2 separate regions of the Hordeum vulgare genome follow, and region 1 is linked to region 2. Evidence: chromatin contacts called from public Hi-C data. All regions are on one chromosome and are shown on one strand. Each heading gives the region's core, a stretch centred on a gene start, on an enhancer-like site or on the middle of the called end of the contact. The rest is flanking DNA. Distances are from core to core; before and after follow the strand shown.

What was found. Hi-C and Micro-C count contacts between places; a contact is called where the count stands out from the background.
Region 1: a Hi-C map of seedling shows a contact between it and region 2, with 3 times the contacts expected there. The contact joins the promoter of LOC123408507 here to the promoter of LOC123407867 in region 2. A contact is called at or near these places in 1 of 6 Hi-C or Micro-C datasets (seedling) and 1 of 1 datasets of contacts at active chromatin or transcription factors (embryo).

What each region holds. Positions count from the first base shown.
Region 1 is chr7H:235,806,479-235,812,960 of MorexV3_pseudomolecules_assembly, reverse strand. It overlaps LOC123408507 (ER lumen protein-retaining receptor erd-2.2-like), which reads right to left and starts at 5,099. Exons shown (of 6, transcript XM_045101599.1): 1 at 4,649-5,099; 2 at 2,737-2,936; 3 at 2,315-2,455; 4 at 2,150-2,230; 5 at 1,472-1,596; 6 at 1,104-1,395. The coding sequence starts at 4,871. The coding sequence ends at 1,347.
Region 2 is chr7H:235,485,802-235,492,736 of MorexV3_pseudomolecules_assembly, reverse strand. LOC123407867 (flavonoid 3'-monooxygenase CYP75B137-like) reads left to right here and starts at 1,670. Exons shown (of 2, transcript XM_045101103.1): 1 at 1,670-2,871; 2 at 2,984-3,845. The coding sequence starts at 1,699. The coding sequence ends at 3,631.

The DNA.
Region 1 (6,482 bases), core at 3,850-6,349, 320 kb before region 2:
GTCGGTCCCTTTCGTGTGCTGGAGCGTGTCGGCACACTCGCATACCGCTTGGAGCTGCCAGCTGGTTCTCGCCTCCACGACGTCTTTCATGTCGGCTTACTGAAGGCCTACCGCGGGGACCCTCCTGTAGCGACGTCGGCCCTTCCTCCTACTTCGGATGGCCGCCTCCTTCCAGCTTCCGCACAGGTGGCGAAGGTGCTGCAGGCGCAGCAGCGTCGCGGCGTCTGACATGTCTTGGTACAATGGACCGGCCTGCCAGAGAAGGAAGCGACTTGGGAGAAGCTCGACGATTTCCACCAGCAGTTTCCAGATGTTCAGCTCGAGGACGAGCTGTTTGAGAAGGCGGGGAGAGATGTTATGACCCGTACAACATACCAACGAAGGAGGCCCAATGGGCAGGATTAGTTACGGGCTTAGCCCAAGTTATCTTAGCTATCTTAGAGTCCAAGTTATATTAGAGTCCAAGTTATATTAAAGTCCAAGTTAGAGTCCAAGTTATCTAGGGTTTAGTGAAGGTTGTCCTCCTATATAAACACATGTGCCCCTTCGATATTAAGCAGACAATAAACAGTATTCTGTTGTCGTCTCCCTCAGGAGACGGGAGCCCCAAACCCTAGCCACCTCTCTCTCTCTCTCTCATTCACGCCGCGACGGCGCCCAACCGCCCGCGCCGACGTCCCCAACCTCGCAGCCCGCACTTCCACCCCTACAACCTACATCCGAGACCTGATAGAACCCTAGCCTCTACCAGATGGCATTGCTGAAGCTTGTCAGCGACAAAAACTGCAAAGTTTGACAAAAGATTGAACTGAAAAACTAAACAAAATCAAACCCTTTTCTTAGTGAAACAAACCGAACAAATAACGTGACAAAAGGCCAATCCCGCCAACCACCATCCTATATCTAGCCTGAGCAAACTCTCTGAATCCAAGGCCCATACAAAAACTGGAGATGTTGGCTCCAGCTGGAACCCTGGCCAGTCCAATGCTTAGAGCTACAACACCAGATCAACACAAATCAAAGAGACCATGACCATCGAAAATGGAGGATCTCATGGCCTCCCCAATCCGGAATTGGGATGATTGAGCATGTAAGTAGGCAAGTACTTGAAAACTAGTCTGGATAAATAGTCAGCTATAGATAGTGTTCTCAACAGCCTACGCTTCACGACCAACAGTCTCCGGTACAATTTTTACCAAACAGTTTATAACTGGAAAAAGAAAAGCAACAGGACTCTTGAATCCATCCCACATGGGAAGAGAGAAGGTTGGGCTCCAGAAGCAGGGCCACTGTTCGACAGTAAGACACAGCACCGAACAAATGAGTTGTGCATCATGTTCCAGATTTTACACCACCCCAGAAGGAAGTCGCAGCACTAGTTGTCCACCAGCAAGACTGTGCCACAACAAGTCACAGGTTATCGCATGTTAAACGGTTTGCCAAAGCGACAGCGGAAGCTAAGAGTATGTACCTCTTCACATAGTAGTAGCAGAAATCTGCAAGGATGAACGTCTGGACGATTTCAGAGAGGAGCACCATCGATGGCCAAAAACCATAGCCCAGAGCAGTCAATAATCTGCCACGAGTATCCAAGACCTAAAAACACAAGTACCATTACTTAGTTTAGATGGACTCACACAGTCATGAATCGTTGAATTCTGCGACATGGATTTAGTCTACCATATTTTCAAACCCAATGGATAAGCATGCTATTATTCCATTCATTAAAAGTAACATTTTTCTTAAAAAATGATGCAGCTAAATGTGCAGATACTGAGAAGATACCGATACCATCCAACATGCAACTAGATAGAATTATGATTTCCTGGGATATGTTAAATCAGGCATGAACATGGGCGATCATGATAGCAACAAATGGAAATTTACCTCGATTAAAAACATTTGATTATGTGAATTTCTACTTAATGGCGTAAACAGTAAACGGCAACAAGAGGTGCCATTTTATTTTAAGGCGTAGTAAAACTATGTTTTCACTGTTATGCTTTGTTCACCTAAAGTATCTGGACTTTGGACCACTCTTTTCAAATATTTATGTAAATGGTCAGAAAGCAGTTTGTATTGGCGCTTTGGTGCCAACAGAGACACTAAAATTGTACATTTTCAAGAAGAAAAAGATAGGGTAAAGAACCTGAAGGACCCAGTGTGCACAGCTAAGGAACCTTGCCACACCCAATGCAAACACATAATGAGCTGTGAATGGTTCAACAATCTGCTCGAAAACATATCTTAAAAGTTAGATAAATTTGACCATTCAATTCTGCATCCAAGGGTCTATGCGTGCTTTAACAGTTACCTTTGTGTTTTGCATCAAGCGCAACTGGGGCAGCACTGAAACAGCTTCCAAGTAAACACAGAAAGCCCAGCAGATCCTATTGATCATGATATGTGATGTTGAAGGATGCGCAAGAAACGCCAGCACACAACATGGTATAACCTGGACAGTAAGTATAATAAGTTAGTACTGGCGGCAGTAAAAGGAAGTTCACAAGATAAACAGATTAACATGCAAAACTAGCTACCACAAGGGACAAAGATACAACTCTTTTAGAAAGTGATACTGACATCTTGTGGACCTAAAACATACAACCAGGAAATGGCCTTGGTAGTGAGAAAACTTAAGTCGAAGAGGTGACACAAGAAATGAGACCCCATAATCGACCAATGTCTAATGGACTAAATCCTCGCAGTTTTATAGTTTAAAAGTTGAATTCTTACCACGTAGAGCAATGAAAAATTGTCCTTGTCCAGCATATAAGTTGACCTCAGTCTGAACCGAATCATGTAAATGACAAAAAGAGTAGCTACTAGTGTAGCTGAATCCAGTATTGTATGGATGTCATACTCCATAACAAAGCTGCAGTACAACCTAACGGCCAGGAACAATGCTGTCAAATCCTGAGACTTGAGTGAAAGTCCTGCAAGAATTTAAGAAAGAGGGTTAGTTAGAGCATGTATATGGATTACAAAGCAATTAGCACGAACAAACTACACAAAAGGAAAAATAAGCAAATTTATCACACCGATATGGCAGTTAGTGTGTTTTATTACAGCAGATCAGTCATCTGTATGCACTTCACTATCAGTACAGACCCGGTTTCTCGTTAATGAAAACCTGGTACATAGATTCCATTATCTAAGAAACTTTATTACTCCCTCCGATCCGAATTAAATGACGCAACCTCTATATAATATAAAATGAACATTATATAGAGGCTGCGTCAATTAATTCGGATCGGAGGGAGTACCAGAGATATGTGAGAAGGCAGATTCTGTGACCATACAAATTATCCATGTGCATAGTTGTATACAAAATTTTCAGAGCTTGAGCATAGAAATTTTCCTTGTATCTTGTATCAGGTGATGAAACATAAACCTGGTCATAACATTCAAACAGCTAAAAGACAGGCAGCAACATGAGCAGCAGACACACTAAGAAAAAGAGAAATCATTCAGTGACATGCAGCAAAAAAGAGGAGTCGATCATGTCTCTTAATATAATGCCACAGTTACCTAAACTACCGCAGCAAACATAAGAGTAGATCAACTAAAATTTCCTAGCCCGCTGTCTGGAAGAAGTTAGACGATGCTGCTTTGGCTTCCATTTCTAGCTCTGCTAGAGCTGCTTCATTTCGCAAAGAAAACATGCATCTTAAACAGACGAAGAACAAAGGAGCTCACTTTCCGCAAAGAAAAACATGCATCTTAATCAGTCGAAGAACCAAAGGGGCACACCTATGTTCCTAATAAGGATCCGAAAGACAAATTACAAGAATGGAATGATGCTGATGTGTATGAAGAGCATGTTTGTTGGTTCTTTTTCTCATGCAAATAGTGCCTGAGTTTGCACTATCCACGTCACCAAAACAGCATCTAGGGACAAAGTCATTCCAACAAATAAAGCAGGAAAGTTTCTTACGAACAGCAACATGAGAGGGACAGGTGTTCCAGTAGGGACTGAAGCTCCAAGAGATGAAATGGTCCAAACAAACACTTTATGCACTACCACATACACCATAGCGATCAGAACAATCTGCTAGAATGTTATGGAACCACATTCATAGAACGGGCATACAGCATGAATTTCCTGCATTTCGCACCAAGACCTCTATAGTACACAGATGCAGTTAAGAGACACGGGAACGGGCCAGGGCAGTTAGATGGAACAGGCACATTCTTTTTGCACTTTGCACACATCCAGCGAAATGGCTACACCAGAATTTCAGACTTCCTCAAATCAGTATGTACGTAGCATTAGTATTGCACTGCCTTGCAATGCACCACGCAGCGCAAGTCGTAGACAGTGTCCAAGAAACAGTTACTTCTCATAGTAGTACGTGATAGCAAAACCGTGGATTCATAATTTCATCGGCCTGACCCCCACAAAAGCACAGAAGTACTGCCTAGGTCCGTCGACAAATCAGGTTCATGATTCCAAAAGGAAAGAAAAAAAAAATCCATGTGTTTTCAGCACAAAGGTGACCCGTAAAGGAAGGAAAAGGGCAATAGCTTTGAAGAAATCAGATCAGACCGCGGTGAAGTGAGGCTAGCTGGACGGATCGAAAGGATAGCTTTGGAGAAAGGGGGGCAACAGAAGAGAAGAGAAGGAAGGGGGGGGCAGCGAGCGAACCAGCGCAGGTCTTCTCCTTGGTGAGCTTGTAGATGAGCACGGCGATGCCGAGCGCGTGCGCTGCCTCGGCGGCGACGAAGAGGTTGTCGTGGTCGTGGACGATGAAGCGGATGAAGACGAGCGCGGTCATGCCCGCGACGACGGCGAGGAAGGCCTTGACCTTGGGCGGCTGCCTCCGCACCCAGCTCAGCACCACCGCCATCGGCTTCCGCGACGCCCTCATCTCCTCCTCCCCGCTGCTCTAGACTAGTACCGGCGGCGAGCGAGCACGATCGGAGTCGGAGAAGGGCTTGTTTGCAGCGCGTGCGGTCTGGTCTGGTCCGGTCCGGCCTTCGGTTTTGCAGGAGAGGGGGATGGACGGGTGTGGCGTGGTACGGGTACTGTGGTGGTGGTCGAGTAAAGGTCCGGACGGGTCGGGCTGGGTTTGGTGCAGCTGCAACCGTTTCGTGTCGTCGCCTCGGGAGGGAGATCAGGCACGTACTGCTCCTATATGGAAACGTAGGATAAATGCGATGCTTATCTTTGCTCTGATGAGTCACCGGTTCTTAGCAGATTTTGGCGTTATTATACACCACTAATAACGTGCCTCCAATCCAATTAATGGATAGAATTAGATGGATTTAGGCAATCAATCAGTATTTGCATTTCAGGATATGGTTCCTAAGTTTGGTTCGCGTAGGTGGGGGGTTCGGCCTGGCGAGTGGGTCGATCGACGGGAGTAGGCCGGGTTAAGCCATCTGACCGATCTACCTGGACCGATCGGGCGGCTGGGCGGCTGAGCTGAACGATCTGGTGTTTGACCTGAGCGTGTTGGATAGAATTTTCCATTGTTAATGCGCCTCCCTCGAGGACCTTAGCTGGGTGGGGAGCGACGACGGCGACTCGCACGGAGGCCTCGAGAGGACCTCGTGGAGTGGAGTGCGGAGCACTGCGAGACGGCGACTTCCACCAATGGATGAGCTCCAACGCCATGTCATCCGGGCCCGGTTCTTCTCCACCTTGCCGTGGCAGCTCGACTTGCGTGGTTCGACCCATCCATGTTCATGTTCAGTTGTGCTACATAGCCGTGCCGGATGGGTCGGTTGGTGTAAAGCTCCGTGGCGTGAACCAAACCACCTGCCTGCCGTCCCGTGCCTGCCCTGCGTGGGAGGAAGGGGGGAAGTCGCGTCGGCCGTGCCATGCCGAGCGGCTCGCTGTAGACAGTACTCCCGCAGTCCAAGCTTTTTCATACGACACTAATATCGTGTTAAAAAGGTTTTTTTTTATCTACTACCACTAAAAAAAAGAACAGAAGACATGATGGTGTTATAGTCCCAGGGTAGGGTCATAGGCCTGTCCTATAGGTCCTAGGCCCCTAGACAGTTCCGACTGAACCAAGGACGTCTCCATCATCCAGTCGGCGACGAGCACTCGGAGCATATTTAACGTACCGACTGGAATCCATTCTGTACATTGTAACCTCCTAGGAGGGCAACGGTCATACGTTTTCATACACCATTATTAACATTTAAGGCTTACGTTACCTGTAACATAGGCATTTATTCGCCACTATTACATCCCTGTTCACCGGGCCATTATGAAGGGCAGCGCACTCTATATAAGTTGTCCTTCCCCACTGGTGCAGGGGTTGGCACTTGTTGTAACCCTATAATCCACTCGACACTAAGCTCCCAAGAGCACTGAGACGTAGGGCTTTTACCTCCACCGTAGAGGGGCCTGAACTCATACATCCTCGCCGTAGCTAAGGCTCTGCCCATCCTTTCGTATCCTACACTTCTACTGCTAGACTTATACCCACGACAGTTGGCGCCCACCGTGGGGCACGCGTCTAAGC
Region 2 (6,935 bases), core at 421-2,920:
AGTACCAAAAGGAAAGAAAATGTCAAAGCATGGCACTAAAATTACTTGTAGAATGTGTGGCCACAAGGGGCACAACAAGGCGGGTTGCAACAATAATCCTGAAAAGGGGAGGAAGAAGAATGCATTCCTGAAGAAAACAGGGAGGAAAATGAAGTCATTTGAGGTAAATACAAGTTCACTCTCTTGTTTCAAATGGTTTTGCCTTTTTTTAATTACTTGTGCATTCACATGCTTATGTACTGTCATATTTTTTTTAACAGCAAGCAAACACTGATGCTCAAATCAGAGCAAGCCAGCAAGCTAAGAGCATAGAAGAAGTTCAAGCTCAAGCAGGAACAAATGGTCGGAAGAGGAAGGCTACAAAAAAACAGAACTGATATGATGGAGTAGTGATTTTCTGTTAGCATATTATTGAACTGCTATGTACTTTTGTTTTTGTCACTCTCGACTAGTGATTTTACAAGTTATGTCACTCTGGTTATGTTCTTTTGCAGGTTATGTCACTCTGTTAGCATATTAATCAATTGCTTGTTAATTTGGCTTATTCATACTGTGTTTTTGTAAGCTGAAATGTCATGTATGCTGTTGAGAACATGTTCATATATTTTCACAAATTTACTAACTGTTTATGTGATATCTTATGAGTAACATATCACATAAATAGCACTTCCTGTTGCTTTCTCAAGTTGGACACTGCTTTTCTCTCCAAACTATCACATCTTGCACTGATTGCTTTAATCTCTGCATTCTTCTCCAGAACTAGTTGTCTCAGTGCATCCTCTGTTCCAATTGTCTGCCCTGTTCCATTCATGGTTGCCAGCCATCATCTCCTGCAACTTCAAACCTCCTGATTGCATCCTTGAGATAGAGCAGTAGTTGTACCATTAGAAATAGAAAGAAGGAGAAGGAGGAATTTGTACAGATGATTTGAAGCTTACAATTTCATGGATGCTTCCACGTCTCCAGCACCTTCACCTAACTACGACGCACGCGCGGAAGGGGTGGGGGAGGAAGACATCACGGCCGTCGCCGCCGCCGCTGCCGTCGTCGTCATCGCCGGCCGACGGACCAGTCCTAATATGGTTCCCCTACTGAAGCTCTGTTCTTTCCACCGTTGCAACTTACAGTACGTAAATACCCAAAGAGGCCCACAGTCCGTCCATAATCCGTGCAGTTAACTCCTAATCCTGCCTTAAAAAAAATTCCTAATCCTAGCAACGTCAGCAATCCCAACGCCCCAAACCAGCTGTTAGCACTAATGGACTGGGATAAACCGGGATTAAGAAAGACAAGGTGACGATTTCAGGGATTCTCAATTCAGGGTTTGATTCAGACTTGGGGTACGAATTCAAGGTTTTTTTCAGACTTTTTCCTTTTATAAATAATTCTCTTTTTTTTCAAATCCAAAATCAGTAAAGATTAACGATTTTTTTTTCTATTATTTAGATAAAAAAATACTATTTTGTATCGGTTGAGTGTCTTTCTTGTTTTCAACTTCGAACATGATTATTTGTCTCCGGCCGGCAGCAGCCGGCCGCTGCCGGAGGGTGACAAGCGAGGCATCCCGCTCTTGCTGCTCCAGTCCACATCTGAAGATGCCAATCAAGTCGATCTCGATCGGAAGCACGCACTGCCCGCATCCCATAAATTAGTCGATATCAGCCGCACAGCCATTAATCGCTGCATTTGGCAGAGCAAATGATAAGGTTTGCGTGGATGTCAAAGGCGAGCGTTCCTCGCATTTTCCCTCCACGAGCTGGCAGCTCGTTGCCGGGACGAGACAAACGCGAGATCCCCATTCTTTGCTACTCCCGTCCACACGCCAACTCCTATTCGAGGTTGGCAAGGGGAAAACACCGCCTTGCCCATACACCCAGCCAGGATCCGCCACGCACCATCGCTGCCTGTTTCTCCTTGTCTCAGTCCCTAGCTACCACTACCGCAGCGTGCGCAGCCATGGACGCGGCCACCTCGACGACGCTGCTCTACGGGGCGCTGCTCGTGGCCGCCTTCCTCTACGTTGCCACCCTCCGGCGTGGCCGCGGCAGGGGCGAAGGCGGCCTGCCGCCGGGCCCGAGGGGCCTGCCGCTCTTGGGCAGCCTCCTGTCCCTCGACCCGGACCTGCACACCTACTTCGCCGGCCTCGCCAACAAGTACGGCCCCATCTTCTCCATCCGACTCGGCTCCAAGCTGGGAATTGTCATCACCTCCCCGGCGCTGGCCCGCGAGGTGCTGCGCGACAACGACCTCGTCTTCTCCAACCGGGACATCCCGGACGCCGCGCGCTCCATCTCCTACGGCGGCGGTCAGAACATCGTCTGGAACCCCGTCGGCCCCACCTGGCGCCTGCTCCGCCGCGTCTGCGTCCGCGAGATGCTCAGCCCCGCTGGCTTGCAGAATGTGCACGGCCTCCGCCGCCGCGAGTTCAGGGCCACGCTTGCGCACCTGCACTCCATGGCCAGCGCCGGCAAGCCGGTTGACGTCGGCGCGCAGATGTTCCTCACTACCATGAACGTCATCACTGGCACGCTGTGGGGCGGCAACATAGGGACCGAGAGCGAGCGGACGGCGGTGGGCAAGGAGTTCCGGGAGCTTGTTGCGGAGATCACAGAGATGCTAGGCGCGCCTAACGTGTCAGACTTCTTCCCTGCGCTGGCGCCGTTCGACCTGCAGGGAATCCGGAAGAAGTCGGACGCGCTCAAGGAGCGGTTCGACAACATCTTTGGCAGAATCATAGAGAAGAGGGTCGAGACCGACCAGGCCGGGGGCGACACGGCAGAAGACTTCCTCGAATACATGCTCAAGATGGAGAAGGAAGGTGGCGACGGGAAAACAGCCTTCACCATGACCAACGTGAAGGCCCTTCTCATGGTAACCAATCAGCCACTCGGTAGCTCCATTAATTAGCAGTCCCAAGTTCCGTACACCTACTCTCACGCTTAATTGTTTTTTTTTACGTGCATGTGTCCTGTGATGATGATAGGATATGGTGGTCGGGGGGACAGAGACGACGTCGAACACGGTGGAATGGGCCATGGCGGAGATGCTACAAAACCTGCGGATACTGCGGAAGGTGCAGGAGGAACTCGACGAGGTGGTTGGGATCGACGGCGTGGTGGAGGAATCGCATCTCCCGCAGCTGCACTATCTGCATCTGGTGGTCAAGGAGACGCTCCGGCTGCATCCGGCGCTGCCGCTCATGGTGCCGCACTGCCCCAACGAAGACACGACCGTCGGCGGCCACCGCGTCCCGGCGGGCAGCCGCGTGTTCGTGAACGCATGGGCGATCATGAGGGACCCCGCGGCATGGAAGGATCCGGCGAAGTTCATCCCGGAGAGGTTCGCTTCTCAGGCCAGCGATGGCGACGGCGGGCGGAAGGTGGACTTCACCGGCAGCGAGCTGGACTACGTGCCGTTCGGGTCCGGCAGGAGGATCTGCGCGGGCATCGCCATGGCCGAGAGGATGACGGCATACTCGCTGGCCATGCTGCTGCAGGCCTTCGACTGGGAGCTGCCGGAGGGAACGGCGCTGGACCTGACGGAGAAGTTCGGCATCGTCATGAAGAAGGCCACGCCGCTGGTCGCCGTTCCCACGCCGAGGCTTTCCAGACCCGAGCTCTATTCCACATAGATAGCTGGTCCTACTCCATGACCATGAGTCCGTGCTCGATTCCGTTAATGGAGTCGGTGCTCTATGTCATAATGGCACCATGCAACACATTTCCCCTCTCGTGCTGTTGGTGCTCCAAACAAAAGTTTGCTTTTCTACAGTTGCAATTGTGTGTTTCTTAGTCAGGTTGTAATGAATAATATCATATGTTAATATCAAAAGAATAGTTTATTTATTGTCATGCATGACACATAGTAGCACATGGTTTAAGATGATATAATACTATAATATGATACTCAATTCTCTTTCCCTTCATTTAATTCTATGGCAACACCATCCTCCAACCCCAGCCAACGGGGATCAAGAGGCCGGTACCCTCCCGAGCAGCTGGTCGGGCCGCAACCACTCGACCAGGGGGCGCTTCTGGATACTGGCCGATGCCGGCGACGAGGAGGATGACGGGGAGGAGGCCACAACAGTGGATTCGCCGGAGGTGGCTTCACCGACGCCATCGGACGACATTTGCGTTAAGTGCATAGCCAGCTGCGTCAAGACTAAGGTCTCGAAGAAGGATCTGGTGTGGCAAAGATTGACGGCGGCGAACAAGCTGGAGATGGCACGGCGGCGGAGGACGGCGGCGCTGGCGATCCGACCGTGGCATGGACCAATTCCGAAGGTGCGACTGCAAAAATTAACCATTGCTGATTGCATACATCCATCCGCGTGGCATACTGCACGAAAGAAGAAAAAAAGTGCCCGCCGGAGGCGGCCTCACCGGCGCCGGCGATCCCAATCTCGGAGATCAGATCACAACGTTTGAATTTCTTGCTGGGCCTAGTTGGGCCGCAGCCATTTGAGACAGTCGTGGGCCTCGCAGATGATGGGTATGTGGCCCATCATGAGGCCCAAGCTGGGCTCGGGTCGTTTCCTTGTATCGATGCCGAATCTGCACTGCAGTCGGTTCACGCAGGGTCGGCTCCTTCACCGCCTAGGGCTAGCCGCCGGAGGAACGTGCCGGGCTTTCCTCGACTAGGTCCGGGCAGAGCAGCCCGAGTTCGTGCACCGTAGGTGGTGGCGCCGGCCATGGTGGGAAGAGGCAACGCGCAACCACCTCCCAAGGCGCCGGCAGGACCAGGCGCGTACGGGGGACTCGGGCGCGACGATGCTCTTCACGCAGCTCGAGATCGCGGGAACTATGGCGGGGGCCGTGAGCATCCGCAGAACGATGGCAGAAGCTTTTGAGGCGACCGTTGGGGTGATGATGGGTACAGTGCGTATGGCAACGAAGTGCACCGAGGCTCCTCTTCGACATGCGGTGATTGCGGAGATGGCGGCAACTGGGTTTCAATGGACTCCCAGGTCCGTTCGTCGAAGGAGCGTCCGATCCGGTCAACCAAAACCGGTCGGCATACTGCCCTAACTACTGGGGGCTGGGTGGTGGACGACGACCACGAGGCCCTATCCCACCGACAGTCGATCCTCCGGCACAGACTACACAAGGGGCGGGCTATAAAGCGCCGGTGACAAAGACTGCGGAGGCCGCAGACAATGGAGCTGTATCGAGTGCCACCCTAGAAACGGTACGTGCTCTCGCGGTGGTCGATGTGCCCAGCGTCCCGGCGGGTGCTACTAGAGATGCCACTTCGGATAAAGCCAGTGATAAGTCCAAGGGTGATAGAGCTTCCAAGTGGGCTCAGAAAAAGGAAAAGATGACATGTTACGATTGCGGCGGACCGGGACATTTTTTGGCAGAATGCGCGATTGAGCTTTGTGACATATGTCGTAAGCCCAAGCATGAGACAGGAGAGTGTCCCTTGCTACAAAAGCCAAAACCGTTGGTTACAATCTACGGGGCATGTTGCCCAGAGCTTATGTTCTCCGAGTCACCCAGGGCGGCTACACAGGCTCCGGAGAGTTCCAGGACGGGGGTGGTTAGGGTTACTCGTGTAACAATGACCATTGAACAGATTGTGCAGTGTCTGCGTGAGCTAGTTTCTGCTACTTTCGAGTGGGATCCGATCAAGCTTGATGAGCAGGTTTTCAGGGTCGAGTTTCCTACTAAGGAGGATCTTGCCAGGTTGCTTATTTAAGTTTGGGATGAGTAGAGTTCCAAACATCACTTGTGTTTTGGAGTTTGACGCATGGATGCAGAAGGAACCTGAGGGCACTCCTCTCATGTAGCTTTGGGTCCGGTTCACTAGAGCACCACATCAGGCTTTAGATGATTTCGTGGTAACCTGGAGCCTCGGTTCTTTGATTGGTAAGACTGAGAAGGCAGACATGCCTTTCACACGGGCTCAGGGAATCGCTCGCCTGCTCGTTTCTGTGATCAGTGTTGAGCATATTCCCGACACCGTCAGATGGATGTATGATGGCAGGAGTTTTGACCTGGATATTGAGTTAGCGGAGAGTGAGGACTTTAACGAGTTGTCCAAGCACGTTGACATGGACACGGGCGAGGGGCATGGAGTGGAAGGGAACCTAGACAAGGGGACGAAGCCGAGGGATGGCACTGACACAGGATGAACATCTACTGACAAGCCGAAGGAGAATGATTCTACCAGGAAGCATCCTCTCGGTTCGTATTTCACACATCAGTTGAGGTTTGGTTCCTTTGGGCCTTCTTAGGATCCTAGCAGACTATGGGGTGCCAGGGTGGAGAGGGAGCATCCGGTTGAACTGGAGTCACCTCTGATTTCACCTTCGAAGACCCCGAGAGGTTCTGGTGCGCAGCAGTTTTCGGCTATTGATTTACCCTTTACTATTGTGAGCTCTGCCACGCGATCTCCTGACTGACCACTTGCTTCACAGTCGATGTCGTCGAGGGAAACTGCCAGCCAAGGAGTGGTGGCAGCGGCTGGGCCACAGGCGGGCGACCAACAACCATCGTTTCCATGACGACGCACTCGGTTATCGGGGTGGGAGGAGACCAGACCACGACTGTCACGGGAGTGGACTCGAAGGTATCGAGTCCAGCGGCAGGTGCGTCTAGCATGGGAGGTGACCACTTCACGACACCCAACAAATCGGTTGGACAGGCTAGCACACCAGGTGTGCGATAGGTGGTGGCGTATGGGATGGCCAAGTTGGACATGTGGCAGGCGGTCATTGTCTGACGGGGCCTTATACTGAGGAGGTCATCGAGTTTGGAGGCATTCCAGACCCGGCGACTAGGGCTAGGCGATCGAGTGCTCGCCTACAAGCTCAGCCAAATGTCGACGAGCTACACATGGGCCGTGCCATGCGAGCGACTAAGATTCGCGACATCAAGACCTCTACAGGTATGTCTATTGATACCAGCTGTTCTATTTTGCATTTTTCTAAA